2 separate regions of the Macaca mulatta genome follow, and region 2 is linked to region 1. Evidence: chromatin contacts called from public Hi-C data. All regions are on one chromosome and are shown on one strand. The core of a region is the stretch at or near the end of the contact, and the rest is flanking DNA. Distances in the headings are between cores, read along the strand shown. Region 1 has its middle 350 kb from the start of ADGRD1. Region 2 has its middle 62 kb from the start of SFSWAP.

The links. A called contact is a pair of places that touch in the nucleus more often than the background predicts.
Region 2: a contact with region 1 is called in a Hi-C map of fetal cortical plate, with 2.6 times the contacts expected there. The contact joins two enhancer-like sites. A contact is called at or near these places in 2 of 14 Hi-C or Micro-C datasets (fetal cortex germinal zone and fetal cortical plate).

Annotation. Positions count from the first base shown.
Region 1 is chr11:138,687,509-138,695,423 of T2T-MMU8v2.0, reverse strand. No RefSeq gene overlaps it. Among named protein-coding and RNA genes, the nearest start is that of ADGRD1, 350 kb to the right of the region's middle. Within about 2 kb of position 3,688, at least 6 of the 40 cell types and tissues checked have an H3K27ac peak or open chromatin away from gene starts, as enhancers often do. A contact at or near this core is called in fetal cortical plate, where this site is marked.
Region 2 is chr11:139,002,604-139,010,518 of T2T-MMU8v2.0, reverse strand. No RefSeq gene overlaps it. Among named protein-coding and RNA genes, the nearest start is that of SFSWAP, 62 kb to the left of the region's middle. Within about 2 kb of position 4,393, at least 10 of the 40 cell types and tissues checked have an H3K27ac peak or open chromatin away from gene starts, as enhancers often do. A contact at or near this core is called in fetal cortical plate, where this site is marked.

The DNA.
Region 1 (7,915 bases), core at 2,439-4,938:
GGCTGGGCTGAGTCTCCCGTGCCCACCGTGGTGCTGGGCGTATCTGCTGTCTCTGGGGAGACAGACACGAAGCAGAAAGGCAGGAGAAGGAAAAGGTGTCAGCCCAGGCGCTCCTGTCCTACTCCGGCCTGCAGGCCACCGCCCTCTGCCCATCCCGGAAGGACGTGACTTCCTCTTAAACACCTGAGCCAAGAGGCTGGGGTGCACCTTCCCCTCCGCCCTCGTGCTCAGCTGCGTGGCTGCATTGAGGGGGTTTTTCTGTCTCTGCCATTAAACAAATCCTGGCAGGTTAATTAGCTACGGGAGGTTTCAGGTGCTTTCGTTTTCAGAAGAAGTCAAAACAAGCACATATTGTGCTTGGAACAAGCCTAGCTTTCTAATGAAAAGAGACTGCAACTGGATCGTCAAACAAATGTAAACAAATAGATCAATAAACATGCGTGCACACACGTGTTCACAGAGGACGATTTGAAGGTGGAACGTGAAATGAGAGCCCTCACGGAGGTCCAGCCACGAGATGTGTGGGGGCCAAGGGCTCAGGGCCAGGGCCAGGAGGATGTGCAGTGGAGCCGGGTTAATGTTACTGCCGCGCCCTAAGAAACGGGGAGGGGAGGGGAGGCAGGTCCGGAACCACCCAGGAGGCAGATTCGGCTGATTTGTTTCAGGAATCCTTTCTGCCTTGTAATTTAGGAGTCAACGTTTCCTTCTCCTCTTTCTGCTCCTCCTCCCTCCAATAAATCAGTGCACACACAGGTGGCACTGGCTCAGGGCCCATCGAGGGCCAGTGTCCTGGGCCCTGCAGGGCATGTCTGTGGGAGGGACCACTAGGGTCAGGGGACAGGGCCGTGGGGAAAATCTGCCCCGTGGACGGATTTGACCACAACCACGCTGTTCTTCTGGGGAATCAAGGCGGAGCCTTCCCTTGTCCCTGGGACAGCAGGGGCTTCCCCAGGTGGTGGCCTCTCAGGGGCCCCTCCCCAGCATGCTTCCTGCCCTCCCACTGCTTTGATCAAGTTCCTCCCGCCCACCTGCTGATTTCATTCCTGTTCCCCTCATCGTCCTGGGGGGGGGCCTTCCTGAGCTGCTCCCCTAACCCTGAGGAGCTTGACCAGCCACTGGGGCCTGGCCCTCTCCAGGGTCCTGAAATCTGCTGCCGCTTCCTGGGTGGCGATGGCGTGACTGTTCCAGGATGAGCAGATGTGGGGCCCCGTGGCAGAACTACAGTTGTTTCTATGTTTCCATCGTGCCCTAAATCCAGCCAGAAGCAGCGTGAAGATACCTGGTGCGGAATGTCCTGCCGACAGCACGCTGCCAAGCAGACGCCTGGGAGGAGCATCGTTATCCTGGATGGGCTCAGAGGACCCTCAGAGTCCAACACACACCTCTCCAGAATCCATTCAGGCGTCTGCAGGCTGGAGACTGAGGGCAGAGGAAACAATGCCCATGGGATCATCACCCAGCTCAGCAAATGCTCATCAACCCCTTTCTGCACACGGCACTGCGCTGGGCACCTGGGCGCTTTAGAGAGGGTGAGATGTGGCCTTTGAATCTGGAGAGTCATCGCTTGGTTGTGAGCCACACCATAGCTCCTCAACAGAGAAACAGTGAGGAGGCATCATCAAACAGAAGAATCTCGAAGACGAGGCAGGAGCATTGAGGGACCGCCACCGCCTCCAGCCAACTCTCGCCACAGCTGATAAACGTGCAGTATTGGCGTTGTCGGGAACGGGCTTTCTGGGGCCTCTGTCACCTCCCGTCTTGGCGGAGCTTGTGATTGAGCCTGTTCGCAGGACACCTTTGTGCTCGACACAGTTTCCTGTTGTGATGCAGAAACTCACTGAATTTAATCTAAGACTGCTTTTGTTGCGAGTTTCCTGGGGCTTGGGAGGGGATAATCAGGAGTGGTGCTGCTCTCGGGGAAATGAGAAAACTGTGTCAGTCCGGGCTCAGCTTCAGCTTAAAGTGGCAGAAATGCGGCTGGCACTGGTGTAGGTCAGGGAAGTCCACATGAGGGGAAGAGCTAGGTGTGACTGGGTCTCTGTGAGGCTGGAATAGGGAGCGGGAGCTCAGCACGGCGCTCTTGCGTCTTTCTCTGTGCAAACTTGGTTCCTGCCCTCACACTGGCTGAGCCTCACACTGACCACTGTGGACCCCATTCCTCTGGCATAACAGATACGTGGGTAACCGACTCCAGCATTCCCTCCACGATGTCTGTTCACTGTCCTTGTAGATCTCAAAAGAGCTAGAAGAGAAGAATGTGAATGTTCCCCGCAGAAAGGAAAGATAAACGTTTGGGGTGACGGGTATCCCAAGCGTCTGGATTTGATCCCTACACATTCTATGACGGCACCCCCAAATATGTACGTCTATTATGTATCAATAAACAGTCTTGGGGAGAATATCTGCTCTACCTAGTCCAGTTTCTGCTGTCGGCCCAGCCCTGAAGCAGTCGCTTTGGGCAGAAAGGGAACCATCTGAGACGCTCCCAGGCTGTGGGGTTAGGGGCAGCAGCCGGTCAGTGTGCATGGATTTTCATTTGTCTTTTTCAGGTTCTGGCTGTGTTTTCCCCCAGAGGAGGCCTGATAATCTCAGAGGCTGCAAGAGTTCCACGTCCTCCAGGACTCTCTTTAGTTCCTTTTCTAGGGAGCAAAGGCCACTCCTACCTGCCCAGAGTCAGGAACCTCATTGGGGTTTGTGGGAGCAGCTCTGATTTGTTTTATTCCAGCATCATTTTTATCTGCAAGGAATTGGATTATAATTTTGAAACCATTTTTTTGGCACTAAACAGAAATACAATCCAGGATATTATGAACATGCAACATTCAGAAAACTGGGAGAAACTGCTTATTGTCATGTGTCATTTAGAAATATCGGATGGTGGGCCAGGCATGGTGACTCACACCTGTAATCCCAGCACTTTGGGAGGCCAAGGCAGGTGAATTGATTGAGCCCAGGAGTTCAAGGCCAGCCTGGGCAACATGGCAAAACCCTGTCTCTACAAAAATATAAATAAATAAATAAATAAATAGCATGGTGGTGTGTGCCTGTATTCCTAGCTACTCAGGAAGCTTAAGTAAATGGATTGATTGAGCCTGGGAGGTTGAGGCTGCAGTGAGCCATGTTTATGCCACTGCACTCCAGCCTTGGTGACAGAATGAGATCCTGTCTTAAAAAAAAACAAAAAACAGAAGCTGTCCCATTGATGTCAAGGACACCATAAAGATGCCTGATATCACTGTCACAAACAGTATTTAATATAGGTCCTCGATAATGCATAGGACTAGAAAAGAATAAGCATAGATATTGAAAAGGAGGAGACACCATTAACAATATTTGCAGATATGTCATGGCCTACGTAGAAAACCTCATTAACCAACATCATAAATCATAAGGACTAAAAGAAAAATTGCAAATACAAAACACTTCTTACTGATCAGCACTGTCTGATTAGAAGATGCAATAGAATACGTAAGATTCCATTTACAATAGCAGCAAGACGTTTAAAACATGTGCTAGTAAACCTAATTCATGAGTGAGATCTTTGTGAAGATGATTGTAAAACTCTCCTGCAAGCCGTTACCGTGCTCTCGGGAAAGGGAGGAGGAAGCTGCTCCCCTCCTGAGCAGGGAGCCTGAGACTGCACAGTCGTCCATTCTTCTCATTCGAATCCACACGTTCCGCGCAGCGTCAACCCACATCTCCACACACACTGTCAGGGACATTTGCAAATGGATTCTAAATATACCATGAAGAGTAAGTGCTAAAACAGTGCAAAAAGAGAGGAAGAAAGAGAGGAAGAGGACGAAGAGTGGAGAGCAGTGATTCTCTCCCCCTTTTCAATAGATAATAAAGGCACTGTGAGTGAAACACCGTGGCACTGGCAAAAGTAGAGCAAGAGATCAATAGGATATAATGGAAGGTTCAGAGACAGAGCTGTTCGCCATGAACTTAAGATGCAATAAGGGAGCTGTTTCACACCCTAATGGGTGGCAATGAATGGTATTGAGATGCTTGCCTGTTCTGTGGGAGCAAAAATAAAATCAAGCCTCAACCTCACACCATTACCTAAAACAAAGACAGACTTAAGACCTAAATATAAAGCAGAACTATACAAACGATGGACAGAAATATGAGAAAATAGGCCGGGCTCAGTGGCTCATGTCTGTAATCCCAGCACTTTGGGAGGCCAAGGCAGGTGGATCACTTGAGGTCAGGAGTTCGAGACAAGCCTGGCCAACATGATGAAACCTCGTCTCTACTAAAAATACAAAAAATAGCTGAGTTTGGTGGCACATGCCTGTAATCCAAGCTACTTGGGAGGCTGAGACAGGGTAATTGCTCGAACCTAGGAGGCAGAGGTTGCAGTGAGCCGAGATCATACCACTGCGCTCCAGCCTGGGCAACAAGAGTGAAACTCTGTCTCAAAATTTAAAAAAAAATAAATAAATAAATAAGAAAGAAAATGTAACCTGGGTATCAAAAGAACTTAAACAAGACAAAACACATAGGGCTAAAATGAAAAATACATACTTTTGTCTACATCAACATTTAACATTTCCATGTCAGTAAAGATACAGTGAAGAGATTAGCTACAGACTCGGAGAAAACATTACACGACATAGAACAAAAGATTCACACACAGAATCTATAAATGCCTTCCTAGAGTAATACAGAAAAGGTAAACAACCCAGCAAAAATTCAGGCAAAGGACACAAACAATTTATGGGAGAGAAATGACAAAGGGCAACATGAAAAAATGCTCAACTCAGTAGGAATGAGGGCAAACAAGTTAAAACAAGATGCAATGTCTCACCTATCTGATGGGAGAAATGAGGACATGATCATGTCAAGTATTAGCCAAGGGCGGGGCGCGGTGGCTCATGCCTGTAATCCCAGTACTTTGGGGGGCCAAGGCAGGTGGATCACGAGGTCAGGAGTTCGAGACCAGCCTGGCCAACGTGGTGAAACCTCGTCTCTACTAAAAATATAAAGTTAGCCAGGTGAGGTGGCGCAGGCCTGTAGTCCCAGCTACTTGGGAGGCTGAGGCAAGAGAATTGCTTGAACCCAGGAGGTAGAAATTGCAGTGAGCCAAGATTGTGCCACTGTACTCAAGCCTGGGCAATAGAGTGAGAGTCTGTCTCAAAAAAAAAAAAAAAGAAAAGAAAAAAGAAAAAACTATTAGCCAAGATGTGTGGAAAGAGGACTCGTGTATGCTGTTTGTGAGAATGTAAGTTTGAACGGTCTTCTGGAGAACCATCTGGACGTATCTATTGGCACAAGAAGTGCACACATGCCGTGGTTCCCAATTTCACTTCTCAGCATCTACATGAGCATGGGCAAAGGAGGCGGGTGCTAGACTGTGTGCTGCCACGTCAACAGTCATCCTGGAGACTTGGGGAAAAATAAAACTTTAGTGTCTTCCAAGGGGGATTTGGTTAAATAAAGCCTATGGTATGCCCATGTTGTGGAATATTGTGTAGCAGCTGATGCAGAATGGTAGAACTATATATATGGATGTGGAAAGATTTCTAAGGCTTGCTGTTCTACAAAACAAGCAAGAAAGAAGACATGGCCCCAGTGTGGAGGGTGTGTGTGTGTGTGTGTGTGTGTGTGTGTGTGGTGTGTGTGTGTGGTGTGTGTGTGTGTATAAAAGCCATGGTGAAGGGGGCAATTATCTCCATCCACATGGATGTATGGGTGTAAAAGCTTAGAAACCCTCTGGAAGAAGAGTCCCCACCCAGGCCACAGTGTTTCTCTGGAAATGAAGAGGAATGTGGTGAGCAGGAGGGAAAGGACGGGGTGGAGTCAAGAATGACTTTCACTTTAATCTTCAAATGCACAGTTGATATTTGCAATGATCTTGAATCCATGTACGGGGAAAAACAGCAAAAACAACGTCTTTGCTCTAGGGGATGGTGTGTGGCTGGGAGATTAAGGAAAGGGTTTATGTGAGAAGAGGGGCGGGGCAGGAGGAGATGGGGTTTGAAGAATCAGGCAGGATTTACCCATCACCCCTTTTTAGTAGTTATTTGAGGCATCACTTACACTCAGTAAAATAACAAATCTTACGAGCACAGATGGATGGGCCTTCACATATGTACAGGCCTTGTGACCACTCCCAAGTTAAGGCACAGACATGACCACCCCCAGGAAGCCCCTCACGCCCTTTCCAGTCCACACCCAGAGGTCACTGCTCCTGTGATCGGTTTCCACACAGTCTTGCCTGCTCAGAAACCTAAGTGACAGGAACCGGAAATAAATGGAATTCTGTGACGTGTAGTATTTCATGACTCCCATTTTTTTGTCAACATGATTTCTTGAGATTTCTCCCTAAAGCTGTCGTTCTCAGGAGTGATTGTAGAATAACATTGCATTGTATGAAGATTCTGCTATTTGTTCTGCATTTTCTTGGGTTGTTTCTGGGTTTCACTATTTTGAACAAAACTATTGTGTCATTCTTGTGTAATTGTTTTTTGTTGACATATTTATGTATTTTTCTTATGTTCCCAGGAATGAATTTTCTGGGTCATGGGGTTACTCTATGTATAATCTTCTTAGAAGCCATCTAAGAGGGTGTCTTAGGGGTCCAACACTGCACCCTCCTCCACAAAACCTATCAAAGAGGGTGACTTAGGGGTGAACTATTACTCCGTCCTCCACAAAACCCACCCAAGAGAGTGTCTTAGGGGTGCACCATTGCACACTCTTCCCACAGAACCCATCAAAGAGGGTGTCTTGGAGATGCACCATTGCACAATTCTCCACAGAACCCATCCAAGAGGGTGTCTTAGGGGTCCAACATTGCACACTCCTCCCCAGAAGCCATCCAAGAGGGTGTCCTAGGGGTGCACCATTGCACACTCCTCCCAGCTACACACAGGAGTTGCAAGGGCCTCACTTGGTCTTCAGCAGGAGGTCAGCTGTTCCAACTCCAGCCATTCTTGTGGACATGTACTGGAGCCTGGCTATGGTTTAATTTGTACTTCCCTGATGCCTGTCGATGCTGCACAACTGTCCCTGTGCTTATGAGACATGTGAGAATCCTCTTTTGTGAATTGACTAATCTAAGTTTTTGACCAATTTTAGTCATCACCTTAAAGCATCTAATTAATAGAGTCTCAGGTCACACACTCATGATTCTAAAATCTGGACAGAGCAGAGTGTAGAGAACACTTTCTCTGTTCTGTGAGTTTATCTTTGCTTAAAGCTGTGTCTGTTTAAGTCTGCGTAGCTCCTCCCCTCTCTCAAACCCGGTTTCCTCTTGTGTGAAATAGTGCAGGCCATGACTGAGTGCTGCTCTCCTGCAGCATCTGGGCAGGTGTGGCTCCCCTGGCTGGGCCTTGGAAGCCTCTGGAGGCTCTGGGTTGATTCCTTTGCCTGTCAGTCAGTTTGCTGAAGGGCAGGATTGGAGGTGGGAGGGGCACTCGGCCTCCAATTGCAGAGGGAAGCCGCCCAACCTCCCTGAGATGCCATGAGGCTGAATCAGGAGAGTCTGCGAGTCCTTCAAGGGGTGGCCACAGTGCGGAGAGTTGAATTCCAGGAAAAATCCCATTTCCTTCCCTGGCTTAGCCAGAGAGCAGCCAGAGGGCAGGGGTCTCAGATCTCTTGGTGTGTGCAGTGCTCAGCCTTTTGTGCAGTCAGGGATTCCGTGGCCCCCTCACCCTTCACAGGGGAGGAGCAGACATTTGACTGCAGATGTGAGTAAAGGGTTGCTGGGTTGGAGGTGATGGAGCTGCTGTCCCCACTGAGAGATGTATCCCATCCATGGCCCTGTGACCAGGTTCACTGTGGGGTGATCCCCTGCCCCCATGGTGCCTGTGCACTAAACACATAAACTTCTCTGCCCAGGATGCCACAAAGCCCATACCCTCATTTTGGAACTCAGCATCTTCTCATCCCTGTCCTGGGACTCAAA
Region 2 (7,915 bases), core at 3,144-5,643, 310 kb before region 1:
GCACGGAGCACCTCCCTTCTTCCAGGCAGCCGAGCCCAAGCCTGGAGCTCCTGCGCAGCTTTTCAGGATGTCCCTGTGCTTCCACCTTTGAATAACCTTAGCGGGAGACACGTCCCAGTGCCGCTCTTCTTCAATTTGCCCTGGGGTTCTTTTCCGCACTCGTGGCCTCTCCTTGGGGTCCTGCGGGACACACCCCAGGCTGCTGCCTGCACCCAGGCCTTACACTCCCCACACAGCTGCCTGGGGTCCCTCCCCAGCCTGTGTTAGAGGGTTTCACTCTCTGCTTGTGCCCCACAGGGGCTACACCTGCCCTACAGAACCTGTGCCATTCAATGGCAGCAGAGGAGGCCCTTGTCCTCCCCAAGGGCCTGTGTGCTCCCCAGGGCCCCTGATCCCTGCAGGGGGTTGTGCCTGTGCCCTGTGACCTGTTCTGACCCATGGGCTGTGGACTTCAGGGACAGGAGAGGGCCCAGGAAGCTCCCCATCCTCTGTTCCAGAGGCTGGGCCAGGTTCTGTCCCTGCACCACAACTTCCACACCCCTGCAGCCCCAGTTATGGCCTCACAGTTCCTGTGGTGCAGCCTGGGTAGCTCTTTCCTTTCTCACACAAGAAACTTCAAGGAAGGAAGTGGAGAAGGGGCCCAGACCCTCCTGTCCTGAGATTGTCCCCAGACCCTCCTGTCCTGAGATTGTCCCCAGACCCTCCTGTCCTGAGGTTATCCCCAGACCCTCCTGTCCTAAGGCTGTCCCCAGACCCTCCTGTCCTGCAGGCCCCCCGTGGTCAGGCAAACAAAGGGTACCCTAACAATAGACTCAGCAGGGCAGTCTCAGCAGGGGCATACCAGGCTTGCTGGTTGTCCCCAGTCCAAGGCCCCCTCTGTCTTCTTGAGCCCACTGGGAAATGGCCCAGCCCCAGGAGGCCCTTCCTCTCTTCAGGGCCACACTCACTGGGGACCCGTCTGTGTTCATGGTGCTGCCTGTGCCTGCTCTGGTGTCTGATGGGGCTGAGACAAGCCCCGCTGTGAGTTCAGTCCCAGAGAAGGTGGCAGGGAGGGGGTGGGGAGAGGAGGAGCACTAACAATTCCATACAAATGATATGCAAATGAGCAGCACATGCTCGGGTTTGGATCCTGTTTTCTTCCTGGCCTCATTCCTGCTGGACTGTGAACCTGCCCTACTTTCTGTCTCCCAGTTACAGACTTTTTGGGAAAAAGCATTTTTAGCTACCAGCACTCTCACAGATCCAACAGAGCCACAGCGAGGCTGTGAGACCCCACCCACCACCTGGGAATGGAGCCCCCTCCCCACCATCTGCTGGCTGTGTCCCCACCCCACCCCCAAGTTCTTCTCTCCTCCATACTCTGCCTGAGTCCCCTCCTCCAAGAAGCCTTCGCTGACCAGTGCAGGCCACAGGGTCCTCCTGGCATTGTGGGGACACAGCAGACAGGACACTGGGCAGGTGACCACGAGCCAGTGAGAGTGGGAAGGACTTAGAAAACTCATTTGAGAGGAGAATTTGAGCTCTGCAAATTTGTATCCATCTATCCATTCACTCATCCATTCATTCATTCACCCATCCATCCGTCCATCCATCTATCCACTCTTTCACCTATCAATTCGTCTATCCATCCATCCACCTATCCATTCATCCATTCGTCTATTCTTCCATTATTCACTCATCCATCCATCCATTCCTTTATCTGTCCATTCATCCATTCACCCACTCATCCATCCATTCATTCATTCATTTACCTATGCATTCATCCATTAATTCATCCTCCCACTTATCCATCTATCCATCAGTCATTTTGTTCATTCATCAATCCATTTCTCCATTCAACAAATAGGGGACAACTGAGACAGACCAAGACCAAGTCCTGTCCCTCTTTGGGCTTGTTTGTGCTGCAGACAAAGAGTAACCAGAATAATCCGCGGTAAAGCACTGGGTGGTGATAAGGGAAAAAAAATGAAATAGGTGAAAGTCAGCGTGATATAGCAGGGGTGTGGGCGAGGCTCCTTCAGATGCGTGGTCAGCAGCAGTAGAAGGTGTTCGAGCCACAGGAGCTGACTCCTGGGGAACGGGAGCAGGTGGAGAGGAGGAGGCCTGGGATGAACTTGGCAGGAAGAGGAACGCCCACCAAGGAGACCCGGTGGGAGCCTTACGAGGACCCTGGCCAGGCTGGGGCCGGGGGCAGTGCAGCAACACCAGCACTGGGGAGGACAACGCCCACACCGGAGACTCGCACTTCCATCCGGATATCATGGGGCTGAAGGGGGTCCTTCTACCTGCTCTGTCTCGGGGAAATGAGGGACACCCCGGCAGCAGGAGAGCTCCGTATACTAACAGAAGCCCCTATTTAAGAATTCTTGTGGCCAGGCACCCTCATCACCTCCTGTTTCTGAAATAGACGTATCTTGTCCTCATTGGTGTTAGTGACACAAACCCCACTGGAAGAACCTAAACCCCAAACGGGGATGAATGGTTGAATCTAGGGGAGGGGCAGAGCCACCTGATTTGAGGTCTGGGTGTATCCAGGGCTCAGGTCACAATCACCAAGGCCTGCTCCACCCCTGGCTCTGCTTCTTCCACGTGGACTCCAGTATCAAGCAGGCTCTGTCCACTGGTCCCAGGGGAGCAACCTGTGCCACGCCCCCACAGGTCACAGGCAATGAGAAAGGCCAGAGCCTCTCAGCCCGTTTCCTTGCATCTGATTGGCTCTGATGGAGTCACACCCCTATGCCTGAGCCAATCACGTGCCCTGGGACAGCCGTGTGTTGATTGGCTGTGACTCGGTCATGTGATCTGTCCCTGGACTGGGGATGTCCCCGAACCACGTGGACTGAGGCTGGGTGAAGGGCGGTCCTCAGCGGCCTGTTCCAGGCACTGGGGGAATGGCTGCCGAGTGGTGTCCCTGGGAGAGCATCAGTTTCCCTGCTTTAGAGAGGAGGGAACCATGTCAGTGGTGAGGATGGCTCCGGGGTCACATAGCACAGCTGTCAGGGTCGCACTGGGATTTGGACCTGCCTGGAAGGCCGGGACTCTGACTCTGACCGCTGGTTGAACTGTCCTTGGCCTGCCTCTGGCCCTGAGCCGCAGGTCAGCTCTGGAGATGCCTGGGTGGCAAAGGCGCGCCCCTTAGACCCTCTCCATTTTACCCACAACCTGACAACGAGCCCAGCACAGGCAAGGACCCGCAGACAGTGCTATAAATCTACCCCTCGATGGTAAACTGCAAAGCAGCCATAAAGTCTTCAGGAAACACATACCGTATGGCTAAAATGATGTTCTCCCTCTCCGTCTCAGGGATGAGACATGTGAGGACCAGTGAGAAGTACGCATCTTTTACAATGAATGTCAACAGACTCTTACAAATGAATTCACCCCAGACTACCTTGTCAGCTCCTGGGGACACATTTAAATCGCCTTCTGTCTCTGTAAGTATCAGCTTGTCCTGGAGTCGACCCCAGATCTGAGAAGCACAAATGCTAGCTTGGAGGCCTGAGGCTGCCTGAGGTCTCTGGGCTCCTGCACAGACAGATATCTGGACAGACAGACGCAGCGCATCCCTGGGCTCCTGTCCTTCTGTCCCCCACTGTCCTCTCTCTGCGTGGGTGTCCCATTGCACAGGCAGAAGTGGGGTTTGGTCTTGTCTCCTCCAGGCACCTCTGTCTCCTGACCCACAGCCTGGGGTGGTGGGATAAGAAGGGGAAGGGCCTGGTGAGTGCAGCACCAGGAGGGACATTCAGCTGGACACAGTGCTCCCTGCGTGCTGGGTCTTTAGACAGGTGTCCATTGTGATTGGCCCGTGTTCCATGCTGATTGAAAAATGCTCCAGCCTGATTGGACGGTGCTCCATTGTGATTGGCCCATGCTCCATCCTGATTAGCTCATGATCCATCTTTGTGTTCATGATCCATCCTCATTGATCTATGCTCCATCCTGATTGGCAAATCCTTCATCTTGAATGGCCCATACTCCAGTCTGTGTGGTCTGTGGTCAATTCTGAACATATCTGAAATATGTTACCAGTTGGAACTTCCCACAGGTTTGGAAATGGCTGGGAAATTCTCCCCACCCCATCGCCTCTCTGCTGTTCATCCTGAAGATTCCTGCTCAGCATTCTGCATCCTTGAGCACATTCTAGCCCATTCCATTGTCTCTAAGGAGAAAAGGCTCAGGGAAGGGTTGGGAACAAGTTTGGGTTTCTTTTAAATCCTGAAGTTTTCAGCATTTGCAGATTCTCCAGGGCCAGATGCTTAGCCATCTGCATGGAGCACTCTCCTGGAAACGATTTCCTGCCTCCCAAATGGCACAATTCTTGACTGTGCCGAGGGCCATATCACTGCTTCAGTAACAGACGCTCACTGCTGGCACCTAGAGAGGGAAGGCTGCTTGGTTCTGGAATCTCATTTTCTAATCCTATAATGATATGCAACTGTGTTCACACTATGCTCTGCAGCTGAGAGGCCCCTCCCCAGCCTGAGCTCAACTCAACCCTTCCCCTTCACAGAGCGACTCTCAGACTTGGAGTTCCCCTGTACCCACCCCAAAATGTCTCCTCTGCAACCAAGTACAGTGCCAGATCCCAGGGGCACACCTCCCCTCCTCTAGGTAAGCATTGCCCCTCGGAAGCTCTTTTACAATTAAAACCTGCCAGGGAACTCAACCCAGCTCTCAATGTCACCGAGTGCTTGCATCTGCTTTTTATGGTGCCCCGAGAACCTTTCCCTCTTATTCCACCAACAGCGCACTGATTTCCCATGGAAATGACACCCCCAGTTCTCAGATCACGAGTCTGTCCCAGCTCTGGGATGGATGTTGATGAGACCTGGCCAATCACAGCATCTTGATCAGGGCACCTGATGCTGGATAGACACAAGCCCCAGACAGTGAAAGCCACAGGGACCCACATCTGGGCTTTGACAGAGGACTGGGAAGACGCATCTCTTCATAAATGTCCCTGAGAGGAGGGCAGTGGGCTTGGCACTGCAGGTGGAGGGGTTGGCCCCACGTGGCTGAGCTCAACCAGGAGAGGAGCCAGACAGGAAGCAGAGTCAGAGAGAAGGAGACAGAGAGACAGACACAGAGAGACAGAGAGGTCCTGGGGGCTTCTCCCGGGTCCCTCCATCAAGCTGTACCTGAAAGTGCACAACCCTGGACCCTTCAGTTGGCTTGAGTTGAGTTTTTTGTCTCCTTCAACCACAGAGTCCTAAATATGGAGAAGACATCAGAGGGGGAGACGGAGATGCTTTGACAAACCTCCAGTTTACAAGGAGCACCTCCAGACTGGAGACCCCTCCCAGTTTCCTCCCAGCACCCACCCACGGAAGCAGCTGCTGCCCACGGCAGGGACGGCTGAGGGATGTGTCCAGAATGCCCTCCCAGGAGGCTCTGTGTTCGGGCTCCTCAGCTCAGCACAGACACCCCAGGTCCTACCCACTGGAGGGACTGGGGTGGAGAAGGGACCACTTCACCCAAGGTCTGAGTGAAAAGGCTTCCACAGGTGAGGTGAGGACGGCAGGGATGAAGGTGAAAGCCTGAACATGATCCAGAAGGCTGGACATTGGCCTTGACCAGCTAGCAGAGCCCTGGGGACGGAGTCAGATTGATGCCCCCAGGGCTGGCTGGTACAGAACCAAGGAAAACACCTGCATCAGAGCTTCCTTCCACCCCACCCCCTGTGCCCACCCCTCACCTGTCTGTGGAGTCTTCAGAGCTAGAGATGCCCTTCCCTTCCTGCCCACTCTCCAGCAAGGTAACACCTGCCGGGACTTGTTTCTACCTCACCGAGAAGTACTTGGCTGGTCCGCGTCCCCTTAGAACTGCAGGGGTCGATGCAGCAGCAGGGTCACCAGCCCCGCCACCTGGGCAGGGCTTGCAAACAGTGCTTGATGGGTCAAGTCCAGTTCCCAGGTGGAGCTTTAGCCCATGGAATCCTTCAACATCAGAGCACACAGAACCCCCCTAAAACTAATCGATTTTTTTTTTTTTTTGCCAGCGTTCTGTGGTAGAGATGCGGTGTCGTTCACCTAATCTGCTTTCTGCTGATGGAATCCAGGGCAGTTCAATGTGACCCTGAACCCCACAGAGCCAGGGAGGACATCCTGTAGTCCACGCCTTAGCTCCCACAGGTGTATTTCCTGCAGGGTGGATTCCTAGAGGGAAGACACAAGAGCTGAGCACCATCAATGTCCCCACATGAACCCAGGGACTGGAGAGTCTGTTGCTGGTCATGCACAGTGCTCTCAGAGCCCGTCACCACCCTCATCTGTCCCCTCACCACCCTCATCTGTCCTCTCACCACCCTCATCTGTCCCCTCACCACCCTCATCTGTCCTCTCACCACCCTCATCTGTCCCCTTACCGCCCTTATCTGTCCCCTCACCACCCTTATTCTGCAGACGCTGCTGCAGAATGGAGATAGTCACCGACTGGCTGCTTCCAGGCCCACCCGCCTTCCAGTGTGTCCACCAGGGACGGCCTCGGGCTGCCTGGGGCTGTGCTGGACGATCCCCTTGTGGCCACCCAAGGGCACGTTGGGGTGGAGGGTGGTCCCGCACACTGGGGTCCTTCAGGGCCTGCCGTGTGGTCTACCTCTCCTGAGTCTACAGATGGGAGCTGGCACCAGCTCTAGACTCAGGCTGACCCCTCAGAGGACGACTGTGCAGCCCTTCCCAGCCCTCCTGGCACAGGGCTGCCGGCCGCAGGTGGCCTGTGGCTCTTCTGCTCATCATGCGTCCAGCATGGGGTGGGATACTGGTCTCCTTCTCCTGCAGGGACCCTGATGTTCACACAGGATCCCCAAGAGACCCTCACTGTGTTTAGCTGAGTCAGCACTCACTCCTACACAGCCTCCCCATCAGGCAAGCAATGCCCCTGTCCGTGCCCGCCCTCCCTGGTCCTGTCCGTGCCTGCCCTTCCCGGTCCTGTCCAGGCCCAGAGTGAGTGATTGTTGTACTCACTGGGTCCGTCTCCATCTCTTCTTAAGCCGTGTGTGTGTGTGTGTGTGTGTATGTGTGTGTGTGTACGGGGGTTACAGTAACAGAAAAAGCCCTGCTGGACCTCCTGTTGCCAAGAGAAAGGTGTCTCTACCTTCAACTTGGTAGAACAGAGTGGGTGTCCGGAGGGTGGGAGCTGAGGCCATGTCCAGGCGCTCCTCACTGAGTGGATTCCCCAGACAGAGCCTTCACCTCCCACCCTGCCAGCTCCTCCTCACACACCTATTCCTGTTATTTCCATGAATGGCACCATCTTCCTCTCATCGATCTGGGTACAGAGCCCTAGACACAGGGCCCAAGAGGGCCTGGAAGAAAGTAGAAGAGGATTCCATGGTTACCTTCAGCCCCTTCCTGCACTCACTCCTCACCCACACCTCCAGCCCCGGGCTTTCCTGGGGTGCCCTCCTGGGTCTCCCGTGGTCCCTTCCTTGGTCTCCCGTGGTCCCCTCCTGCACCTCCCGTGGTCGCCCCTGCAGGGGGAGTGGCAGCTCCTGAATATTCTCAGATTCACCTCTCAGGTCTGCACACCCTCCCAGCCCCCCTGGTGTTTCTTTCTCATCCGAGCAAATCCCTTTGGGGCCTATTCTAAGAACGATTTAATGTATTATCCATCAGAGAGAGGCCTGCGGACAGCCCACAGCAAGGCATCTAGGACAGTGAAACTCAAAGCACTTCCCTGGTGTGGGGGCGAAGGCTGATGTTTCCAGAGAAGACATGTTTCCACCACCCTGTATGTGGCTGCTTAGTTCTCCTCTGTTCACACGAGCCTGGCTGTCAGGAAAGGCACATTTGCATGGAAGGGGCTCCGGGTGTAGAAGAAAGGCAGACTCAGGGCGGACTCAGGCAGGAGCAGAACCACATGCATCGTGTGAAAAGCACCATCAGTGGACAGAAACCCTTAGCCAGACTTCACAGCA